Linked DNA regions of Zea mays: region 1 is linked to region 2. The links are chromatin contacts, called in public Hi-C maps. All regions are on one chromosome and are shown on one strand. The core of a region is the stretch at or near the end of the contact, and the rest is flanking DNA. Distances in the headings are between cores, read along the strand shown.

The links. A called contact is a pair of places that touch in the nucleus more often than the background predicts.
Region 1: a contact with region 2 is called in a Hi-C map of leaf, with 6 times the contacts expected there. The contact joins the promoter of LOC100277150 here to the promoter of LOC100276097 in region 2. A contact is called at or near these places in 10 of 25 Hi-C or Micro-C datasets (bundle sheath, ear, endosperm and 2 more).

What each region holds. Positions count from the first base shown.
Region 1 is chr5:101,938,218-101,943,581 of Zm-B73-REFERENCE-NAM-5.0, reverse strand. LOC100277150 (Mediator of RNA polymerase II transcription subunit 11) reads left to right here and starts at 1,819. Exons shown (of 4, transcript NM_001407175.1): 1 at 1,819-2,213; 2 at 2,296-2,412; 3 at 2,697-2,892; 4 at 3,390-3,661. The coding sequence starts at 2,160. The coding sequence ends at 2,873.
Region 2 is chr5:101,713,802-101,719,717 of Zm-B73-REFERENCE-NAM-5.0, reverse strand. LOC100276097 reads left to right here and starts at 2,375. Exons shown (of 1, transcript NM_001363868.1): 1 at 2,375-3,187. The coding sequence starts at 2,725. The coding sequence ends at 2,994. LOC100284221 (30S ribosomal protein S21, chloroplastic-like) reads left to right here and starts at 1,006. Exons shown (of 2, transcript NM_001294293.2): 1 at 1,006-1,431; 2 at 2,116-2,387. The coding sequence starts at 1,115. The coding sequence ends at 2,218.

The sequences.
Region 1 (5,364 bases), core at 570-3,069, 220 kb before region 2:
TGAAGGCCTTATCTTCTACGTTTCATATTCCACACTTCGATAATAATACTGACTATGTTATAGACTCTGTGGATGTCTTGGACATCTTGATGTAATAAAGTACCTTTCTGCTGTTTACTTTGAGCAATGTGTGATGATGTCCAATTATGTAATCGTTATGTACGTAAGTTTCTGATCCTGGCACGTACATGGTTCGCATTCGGTTTGCCTTCCAAAACCAGGTGTGACAGACAAGGCCGCTTGAGGGGGATCATTTATGGAAAGATGCAAGGTATAGTGGAATGGAACGAATGTCAAACGTCGCGTATGGAACGAGGCGACAGTTTAGCACCAAATACGCAAAACTACGGAAGTTTGCGCTAGGATAAGGGGTAACGAGCCCGACACGACTAGAAGTGTGAAATCCAGCGACAGACGAAAGGAAGAACGTCACCCGACCTTTCATCATCCCCTAAGGGGAGACATTCTCACCTTGGGGACTCGAAGGCTAATGTTGGGGATAAGATCCACGGTCCCTCGGGCCCATCGGTCAGCAACGACGCTGGGAAGAGGCCTCTAGCAACCATCAATTAGAAGGAGGAGGAAGGAAACATCTGCCCTGGAAGCACCTGCCCTCGGACGAACCCCGAGGCACCGAGCCTAGGATCGGGTGTGGTGGAGCCAGACGAGGGGGCTTAACTAAAGGGAAACCACTTGAGTGGATCCCTCGCCCGACCCGAGACTGACCCTCCGTAAGTGATCGGCCACATTAACTACGTCTGACACCGAACCACGGTAGAGGCGCCAGTTCGCCTCCCACTCATGATCTATGAGCCCCTCGGGCTACGACACATTTATGGCATGTGCGTCCCCGGTCTGCGGTGCACTCATGACCTATCAGGGCTAGGCCTGAGTGCGCAAACTGCCTGCAGGGCCCAACGAGACAAGTCGCGTCGAGACTCAGGCTATGAAGGCCAGGAGTCGACGTAGCTCGAATAATGGCGCCAGGACCCCACACTATCCGCGTTGTCCGCCACAAAGAATACGAGATGACCAGGCGACCCAGACGCTAATGAACAAACACAACTTCACCAGGGTAAAACACTCGGTTTATCATCGCCCGGGGACTCCTCGAGGAAGCAATCGATGGCTGACCCCCTCCTTGGCCTATAAAAGGAGGAGGTCGGCTACGAGAGAGACGGACGAACCGACGAAAGATTGAAGGACGCATTGACGAGGCCCGGAGACCGGAGCTCTGTCGCCAAGCCAAGACTTAGGACTCCAGCTCTGTATCCCTAAGCTCCACTTCCTCTACACAAGAGATTGTGAGCTTCTTCTCCCTCTCTTGCTCGATTGTAACCCCTACTCTAAGCATTGATCAACAAAGGTACCAGTAGCGCAAGCTACCGAAGATTGGATGTAAGAACGTTCTGCCTGAACCAATATAAATCTTGCACCCACCGCGTCTACCGTCCGGAGCCTAGAACACACACGTATTCAATATTCAATTCGTGTTCGATCTATATTCGTATCTGTGTACTTAAAGTTGAATATTTAAAATAAAAATACTTATTTAAATTTAATCCGACATAACTCTACAATATCTACTTATGATAATTCAAAGAAAAAAAATATGAAAATAATTTTAGCATGAGTAATATTGGTTCGTATCCGATTTAATTAGTCCCTAGCCGCTGCAATGGACCCTAGAGGCCTAATGTAAAGCAGTCCACAGACCAGGCCCACAGGCCGCACCCGACGGCCCATCCGGCCTTTCCCACTCGTCACTCTTGATCGGCCCAGCAGCGAGCGGAACTGCGAAACGCAGGATCGCGACTCCGGGAAAAAAAAAACGCCGGGCGCAATCGGGAACGGGGAACCCTAGGGCAGCCGGCAGCGTCGCTCCGCCCCGGCCGTCGTCGTCGCGCGTCGCCGTCCACTCGCTTCCTGCTCGGGCCTTCGCCCCTCGGCCACGTCTCTGCCCTCGCCCCTTGGTCGGGACCGACGTCCTCGCTCCATCTAGCAAGCTGATCAGCTCGACTGCTTGAGCTCGTCCTCGCCATCGCCGCTTTGATTTCTTCCTTTCAGCCCGACCCGGCTCAAAGCAGCCAGATCACGGCACTCCGTCCGACCCTCGAAGCGATCACCTTCACCGCCTCTCCTCCTCGTCACAGGTGAAGATGATTCCGCAGAGCCAGAGCAGCTCCCTGCAGCGCCTTCAACACGTCGAGAAGGTAACCTCACGGCCCGCACCCGATCTCGGTGGTTGTCAGTTCGGTTCCTTACGCTGGCTGGATGTTTGTTGTTCGTGTGCAGCGGATAGTGCGGGTGCTGGAGCTTGCGGGAGCGGTGATGGAGGAGCTGGGAAACTCCCATGGCCCTCGCACCGATGCAGTCAGCGCGCACTGCCGTGAGTTCATGATCGCTATGAAGGTAACCAGCCCACTGCCTGCTCTCATATCGTCAGGCTGTGGGTTCCTGTTGTTACCAGTTATGCGCCTCAATCCTCACTAATCCCATGCTAGAGAGACTATTGGAAAATCAACAGTTGTTTTAAAATGCTGTATGCAAAATTTTGCTCTGTCCAATGTTACTTTGTTTCCATCAAATTGACTAAATATATGCATCAGCTCTCAATTGGTTATTATTTGAAGCAGTATACATGCCCCAAATCATTCATGATAACTCACTGCTTAACTATGTTTTTGTTGGAGTAGGAAATTCAAACGACGTTGCGTGAGGAAATCAAAAGTGCTTGTGAATATCGTCCATTTGAAAAGTGTGATTACAGTGCAAGGATTGCTAATGAGATATGCTGCAAGAAGCTGGAGTATGTAATTGAGAAGTTGGATACCATGCAACAGAGCCTTGAACATATCACTGATGATGTTTAGCGAGCTAGCAACATATTAGGTACTATACTCTTTTTGTGCAATAAAGTGTAATCTACTTAGTGAATAAGAGGATACTTTATGATGATAGTATCCACTCAATCAGGTGATTTTGTCAATACTTTGCTGCAGTGGTAGAGTTGGTGAATTAGATATTTTCAGTTTCTTGGTACTTGCAAAATGCAACCATTATTATATACTACATGACTTCCATTGCATTATATATTGTGTGTTTACAGGGACTTTTTAAATTTGCTTGCAGTTCTTTCCACTATAGCAAGCCTTCATCATCTCATCTTTAATGTGTAATTCTGTTGTTTAAGAGGATAATGTTTACACCAGATATTGTTGGTTATGTGACTAGCTCTTGTAATGCTTCCTTATGTCCATATAAGGGGGGCAATTCTCCTTTTTCCCCCATTATGATTCTACAATAATCTTTTGTGGTATTGTCTACTTTCTAAATGGGATCAGGTTTTCTCCAAGTTAAATTACTCATACTCTGTGGATTACTTTCAGCTTTGGGGGTAATAGATGATCGAGGAGTACACTGAAGAAATGTAGAAGCATTCTATCAACTTATAATTGCATAAAGCTTTTGCTCAACTGTAGGACTGTAACTTGTGGTTTGTTTGTCTTCCATATTCTGTGACAGTTCTTACTTTAGCTGCCTGCTGATGCTGAACAACAATATTCTTGGCCTGACTCGGATAGGAGTAACATCCTTGAGCTTAAAATCATGGAATTTTAAGGCGTTGTATTTTACTGATGAGAAATTGCTCTCATGTATTGCATGGACATGCGTCAATTCTTAGAACATGCGTTTTGGTAAATATTGCTAACTCGTTTTCAACGATTATCTTCATGTGTATGCAATGAGTACTATTTTGATCTATTTGTTAATGTTGGTTCGACATCCATTAAATTCGAAGCTCATCAGGTTCTATCTGCTATAAATATCGTAGGACTATTTAGTCAGATTTAATTGTTCATGCTGGTTCGATATCTATTGCATCCGAAGCTCTTCAGTTTCTATCTGCTGCAAATACTGCATGTCATGTATAACATAAAGGAGTCATTTATATGTCATTAATCATGAAGCCACAACATATAAAATTATTGGATATGCAGCCACATGGAATCTAGCGCATTGAAGATTCATATCGCATAGCTTTTCCGTTCCATAAGGGCATTTCCTATTATACAAAGCAGGTGGGAAACGGCCTCCACCACGCTGTCCACGTCAGCCATCAATTTTCCAGCCGTTCGATATTTGATCAATGGTAATGGCAGCGTCTGAGCTCTTTTCTTAATGAAACTGTAGTTGATACAAATGGATTTGCGGTCTACAAGAGATCAAACAATAATAGATTTGTTATGAAGTCTAACATCAAACTAGATAACAGATGGATTGTTCCATATAACTTGACATTGCTCAAGAAATATCAAGCACACATCAATGTAGAATGGTGTAACAAAAGTATATTCATCAAATATCTGTTCAAGTACGTGACAAAAGGTCCGGACCAGAGCAAACTATACCTACAACGAGTTTTAGATGGTCAATACACTCCTATTGATGAGGAAACAAACACAAGGAATGAGGTCAAAGAATACTTATATGCTAGATTCATATGCCCATATGATTCATGTTGGAGAATTCTTGGTTACGAAATCCATCGGCACTTTCCTCCTGTTACTAGATTGTCAGTTCATTTGCCTAATGAGAATTACATTACATATCATGCTAGCACCAACATGTCACAAATCTTGTCATAAGAATTCCTACGCCGAACAATGCTAATAGAGTGGTTTGTTGCTAACCAATTACATGAAAGTGCTAGGTCCTAACTTACCCTGATTTTCCATCTGAGTGGAGGTGGGACGAAAAAAAGATCATGGGAACAAAGACATAGACAAGGTAACATAGGCCGCATACACTTTGTGCATCCATCTGCAGGGGAAAGATATTATCTTAGAATGCTTCTAATGGTTGCAAAAGGAGCCTAGAATTTTGAATCATTGCGAACATACAATAATGTTTTATACCCCAGCTTCAAAGAGACATGTAGAGCTCATGGGCTCCTCGAGGATGACCAAGAGTGGTATAATGCCTTTGATGAGTGAAAGTCGCCTAGAGGGGGGGGGTGAATAGACAAATCTGAAATTTATAAACTTTAAGCACAACTACAAGCCGGGGTTAGCGTTAGAAATATAATCGAGTCCAAAAGAGAGGGCGAAAAACAAATCACAAGCAAATAGCAAGAGTGACACGATGATTTGTTTTAGTGAGGTTCGGTTCTTGCAAACCTACTCCCCGTTGAGGTGGTCACAAAGACCGGGTCTCTTTCAACCTTTTCCCTCTCTCAAACGGTCACTAAGACCGAGTGAGCTTCCTTTCTTGATTTCCCGGGTCACTTAGACCCCGCAAGGACCACCACACAATTGGTGTCTCTTGCTTTGCTTACAAGGCTTTGAGAGTAAGAATGAGAGA
Region 2 (5,916 bases), core at 1,126-3,625:
CCTCGTCCAATCAACTATGTAAGTATTGTTTTCGAGCAGATTTTTAGTTGTTTCTTGTGCAACTATGTAATTAGACATTATTTCTACAAATCTAAGCACAATCCTACTCATGTAGTTTGATTTTTATAGCCTCGTGTGTTTATAATGTTAAAAATCAAATGGTGTGATGCTTAATTATGGCACATGATTTATTTAAATTTGATGTTTACTAAGTGTTAATTTTTATAGTTTCATTATATTTGTTGAATAATGCTTACTGTATGTATCTTTATGGATATGGGTGACCTAATGAGTGACCTATACCCACATGGGTATAGGTATGAAGGGTAAATCTATACGCACCAGTGAATTTGGGTGATCCGATAAGGTTATTTTTTTTGTCGTGGGAATGAGTGTGTGATAGTAATACTTGGTGCGCATTACCCATTGCCATATGTAGACACGACCATAAATGGCACTGGTGGCCCGATCGAAAGTGATAGCAACAACGGACGGACTAGAAGAGATACAAGCACAGGGAAACATGTATGTATAAAAGACTTGTGGGACTATTTGGTTCTATACCTAAGGTGCCACACAGTTTTATGTCACACTTGTCTAATGTGCCTAAGGTTAGTTGCTCAAATTCTGCATCACAATTTGCCACGTCTAATTTACAAGTCATTGACGAGTGCGACCTACGTAAGAGTAGGAGGAGAAAAATCTTACCATATTTGTGGCTCAAACCAAACACATATCTAAATTGGTCATACTTGCCTAACTTTAGACGTGACAAATTGTGATATGTGAGGCAGCAAACTAAACAGCCTATCATTAAATTAAGAGCTTTTATGGAAACAACCAGTTTTTAAAAAACTGATTTATGAAAACTGACGTAGTTCTAAACATATTAATATGTTGGGTTCCCTTTTTTCTAAAAGGAAAGAAAGAAAAACACGGCTAAGGAGTTAGCGGTGGTTCCCTCCAAATCCACGAATAAATAAGAGGATAAGCCAAACCTTCGCTGTCCATCGTCACCCTCCTTCCTTCCCCAGCCTCTCATCCTATGCAAGAACCCATAATCCAGACCCACGAACTCGCAGCAGCCATTAGCGTGCGCTAGCCGGCCGCAGCCATGGCCGCCCCCGCAACGACCTCTCTACTGAGCACCCTGCTGAATCTGCCGCTCGCCCCGTTGTCGGGGAAGAGCTCGCCGCCGTCCGTGGTGCATGTGGCGCGGCGGGGGCCGATGGTGGTGGTGGCCGCCAAGGGGTACAATGTGCAGATCCTGGTGGACGAGAACGAGGGGGAGGAGTCCATCTTCCGGCGGTTCCGGCGGGAGGTGATGCGGGCCGGCGTGCTGCAGGAGATCAAGCGCCGTCGGAGGTATGAGAGCAAGACGGACGAGAAGAAGCGCAAGGCGCGCGAGGCCGGGCGCCGCAACCGCCGCAGGTATGAGCATGGCTGCGCTCCGGTTCGCTGTCCCTCTATTGGATAGGAGAGTACGGAACCCGTTCAGGATGATGTGCGCACTGCCCCTGTGCTTTCTTGTAGTTGGTGTAGTTGCAGTTGGAACCTGTTATTCTTGAAGTCAATATGCCTGCTACCAGTTACGTTTTTGGTTTTGTCCACAGTCCACACATGCTTTGGAATGCAGACATGCAGTTGCAATTGAAACTGGGGCTCGCAATTTGATTTTTGATGTAGCTGATAGTATGAATTATGGGAAGGTTTCGATCGGGGGGTTTGCCGATTTCACAGAAGTTGATGCGTGCCTTGAACCCTTGACACTGTTTAGTGGGCAAGTAAAAATTCCAAATCCAAGAACTCGACTACAAAGTCTTGTTGTTGGCTATTTGCACGAAACAGAGTAGTCCCTGTTTTCCTTGCTTGTTTTGTAGCGCACTGGTGCAGTCATATATTTGCGCCAAATAGAGAGAAAGTTGTTTCCTGCCTTGTTTTCAGTACTGATGCAGTCATTTGCTGCAATGCAAATTTCTTACTGGTTTTGTTGGTGTCGTAATCGTTGGATCTGTGGATGAGTCATGAGTGGATTCCAGTTCTGATAACAAATAGTTTTTTCTTACAGAAATGAATTGGGTAGTCTGATTCTCATCCACACATCAAACCTTGCAGGCGTATGATGGATGAGCCGAGGTTCCCAGAAGAAGACGCCGACGCTACCGCAAAGGCTCGGGACGAGGACGATGACAACTGGGAGATCGATGGCATCCTGTGAAAGAGAAGCAACGGAGTCCATGATTTCACAACGTCCAGACACACAGACCCCGACAGCTAATCTGAGTTCTTTTTGGCCCCCGGTGAGACGCAAACCGTATGAGTTTTGGCCGTGCCCATTTCCGCTTTGAATGGTTACAGTTGCGATGTACAACTAATTAAATGTTAGCAAATGCAGCATCCCCCATGCATGCATCCCTTTCATTCCCTCTAACGTCCTTGTTTAGCTTGCCAGGTTGGCAGGTTCACTGTCCCAAAAATAGCACAGTGACACCCGGCCAGGTGGTTGCTCGCGAGAGGCGCCTCCGTGACACCCGGTCCATGCAACCGCGGAGGCCGCGCGCAGCCACTCCATTGCCGCTTTTTAAAGCATCGCGCACCACCTTCGCCTCGCCAAAATCCACAAGCCACTTCAGTGCTTGCGATCGCGTCGGCCACGATCTCTTGCGAAAAAGCTTACCCTGTGTCTGTCTGTCCGACCGTCAGTCCGTCTAACAATCGATTTCCATGACGACGTCCCCGCGCGTGTGGCTGCTCGCCATGGCACTGGCGCTCGCCTGCGTGCTGCTCGTGAGGTCCGCCGACGCTGCTGCCGAGGCGTCCCCGACTCCAGGCGGCTCCACCTACGGGTGCAACCCGGCCACGGACAAGTCGTGCAAGCCCGAGGGCGTGGGGGTGGTGCTGCCGGGCGGCGGCATCGACCTCGACGGCGACGGTGACGAGGACGAGCTGCCGCAGTTCCAGCCCCACCTCATGATCCTCGGCCATGGCCACTGATGAGTGTAAATGGTTGGTTGGTTGGTCGTCCTCAGCCGATCTACTGGACGACACGATGGCGGTCACATTTGCGTCCGAATTTCTCTTGTTAAATTGAGGCCAGAGTGATTAAATGAGCATATGATGGTAATTTATTCACCGTGTATTGCCTGTTCAAACATGAAAGTGCACTGATACAATTTTAAAAAACTTATGCACAACAGCATATAGCAAGCTACCACTTGTATTATTATATCGCACTTTTCCTACGTTTCTTCAACCCTATCGTGATTCATGAACGTGATAATCTCCGGCCGATCCGATTGTCTTGCTTACGGCTGGCAGGACGGCAGATGTGAAGATCTATCAATCACCAGTCGGTCGGTCGATTCGCACGTGCCTATCTTCCTTTTTTTTCCCTTTAGTCCTCTTGGCGTCCTTTTAGGGTGCATTTGGTTGGGGAGGCAACTGAGATGGAGCGGCTCCAATCCAGTTTCTAAGAATTGAGGCATTTTATTCTGTGTTTGGCAAGTAGAACAAAACCGCTTCATTTTTTGTTTGGTTGAAGAGTAGAATAGAGCGGAACCGCTCAGTTTATTGTTTGGTTGGAGAGCCATATGACTATTGAGTGGAGTAGAGAGAGGAGAGTGCTCACGTCCGCGAGAGCGCTCGCATCTGATCGTTTTGGTGGAGTGAGAGTATCCCAAATATTTACCATTTATAGACTCCAAGAGCCGCTCTGCTCTCCTCCATGGAAACCAAACATCGAAAAAAATAAGAATGGAGCCGTTCCATTCCCCTTCGTTCCTCAACCAAACACACCCTTAGACCAATCATCTAGCACACTCTCGTCCCACTCGCATGGAGCCAGGATCTAGGGTGCTCTTTGTGAGCGTGAACCTTCCGCGCTAGACCGTTCGTGGCTTGTGCAGAGGGCTACGCTCCTCTCTACATGGCGACGCATCGTCCACTAGCTCGGGGCATTTGGATCGTTCGCGTGTGCGCAGAGGTAACGATGATTTGCTACATAACCTAGACCTCACCCCTTAGGAGGAACCCCGTCAAGAAAGGAAAGATCATAGGGTTGACTTGGAATCAGCAGATCACCTAAGACGCCTCTAAACAATGTTGAGCCGAGAGGTGAAGATTGGAGGTGAAGAAGACTAATTCCTACTACTCCTAGGGCAAGAATATTATTGGAACTCACTGACGCGTGGTTGAGTGGGTCCGAGCAATGGGAAAATGGGAATACTTTGATGCTTAACAACATAGTGTTTTTAGCATGTCCCATCATGGTACAGTGCGGGGTATTTAGGGTGCGTTTGGTTGCAATGACAGGATGGGACAGGATGGAACGATCCCTCAAATAAGGTTGTTTGGTTCAGAGTCAAGGGTTGGGACAGGACTATCCCAGTGTTGTCCCCAGTTATCCCTCAAAATTGGAGGGACGAGAGAGGACGCCAAGGGACGTCCCTGTCCTGGCTGTCCCACAACCAAACTAGGTAACCAGGGGACAACCTCACCCTTGTAAATACAATTATGCGCCTGGTTACCTACGTTATCCCCAGAATATTTCCCCCCTCAAGGGTTATTACAGGTCATTATAGTGTGGTTAAGTACAACCCGTACGGACACACCATCAATCATACCCTATGATGTGGCTTACAAGTGGGGTCAGGTGATCTAGGATGGCTCCGCACGGGCCTGCTTTAATAACATGCGCGGGTAGTGACAGCAGCCTTCGTCTTGGGGTGCCAGGTCTTCAGGAGCCGGCAAGGCCTTCGCCTGTCCTGGCCGGTCCGGGAGCTGGCAAGGCCTTCGCGTGTCCTAGTCAGCCCCTTCGTCCCAAGGCCTTCACTTGGTTGAAGTAGACTTCGCTTTCCCTCTGTCTTGGTTTATCCTGTTCACGTTATAAATGAACCGAGAAAGGGGCAGTCATCCTTTGCCCCAACACTTGGCCCCCGAGGGGCCAGTTCAACTTAATGAGTTGGTCCCGAAGTCTTTTTCGAGAGATGGCCGGGATGCTGCCCTCGCTCGGTTGAAGTGGTCCCGTGGGGGTTTTTCAAATGTGGTCGTTGGAAGGTGACATTTCACTGTGGGATTGTTGGTTTCCCGAGGTATTTTTCCTAGCCTTTAAAAGACAACATGCACGCGCGCTGTGGGATTTTTACCCATCTGCTTGTGGAAAAAACACTAGCCCTACCGTTTTCTGCGCGTCGGCTTTTTTCTCTCTCGCCGCTGGTGATCTGGCCAGCATCAAGCATACAGTTCGCCGCCATCGACTGTGCGTGATGCTGTCGTCTTCTTCGTCATCGTCGGAGAAGACGATTAGTGATCCGGCGACGGCCGTGGAGTTGCAGCCAAACCAAAAAATTGAGTTCGGGAATTCGACGATTTACTCGGGCCGCATGCACAACGTTTGGGGTATTTTGGGAATGGAGTTGAAAGAATGGAAGTGTTGCGGAAGTTTGAAATTCAAATCCATTAGTTGACACCGAGTGCTATGGAATCGTCGATTGAGGTGTTCGCCAAGAATTATTGTCTCCATTGGTAGAAGAAGAAGATTTGGTGGATTGATTGCTCAATTTGGGTCTTACATGTTCACGCCGAGGACTGGGAAGACGTCGACCGAAGTTATTGAAATTGTTCCATATGCCAAGAACAAGTGGGGTAACTAGTGGGATTTCTGGTTTTATGTGGCACCGAAGGATGTCGAAGGGGTGCCCAGGCTGCCCCCGTCTATTCTGTGTTCGCACTATTATGTGGCGTTTCCACAATTTAAAGTGAAGAAAGGAGACAAGAGCGAAGAGGCCCTTCGATACGTAGCCTGTTTGAGCAGCGGCCGGGATTTGGTTGAAGAATCCGTTGCCTACGATGTATGACCGCTGGCTCACATGTGGGATCTGGGCAAAGTCAAGCTTCGCCCGATGCCCTTTTTGGATG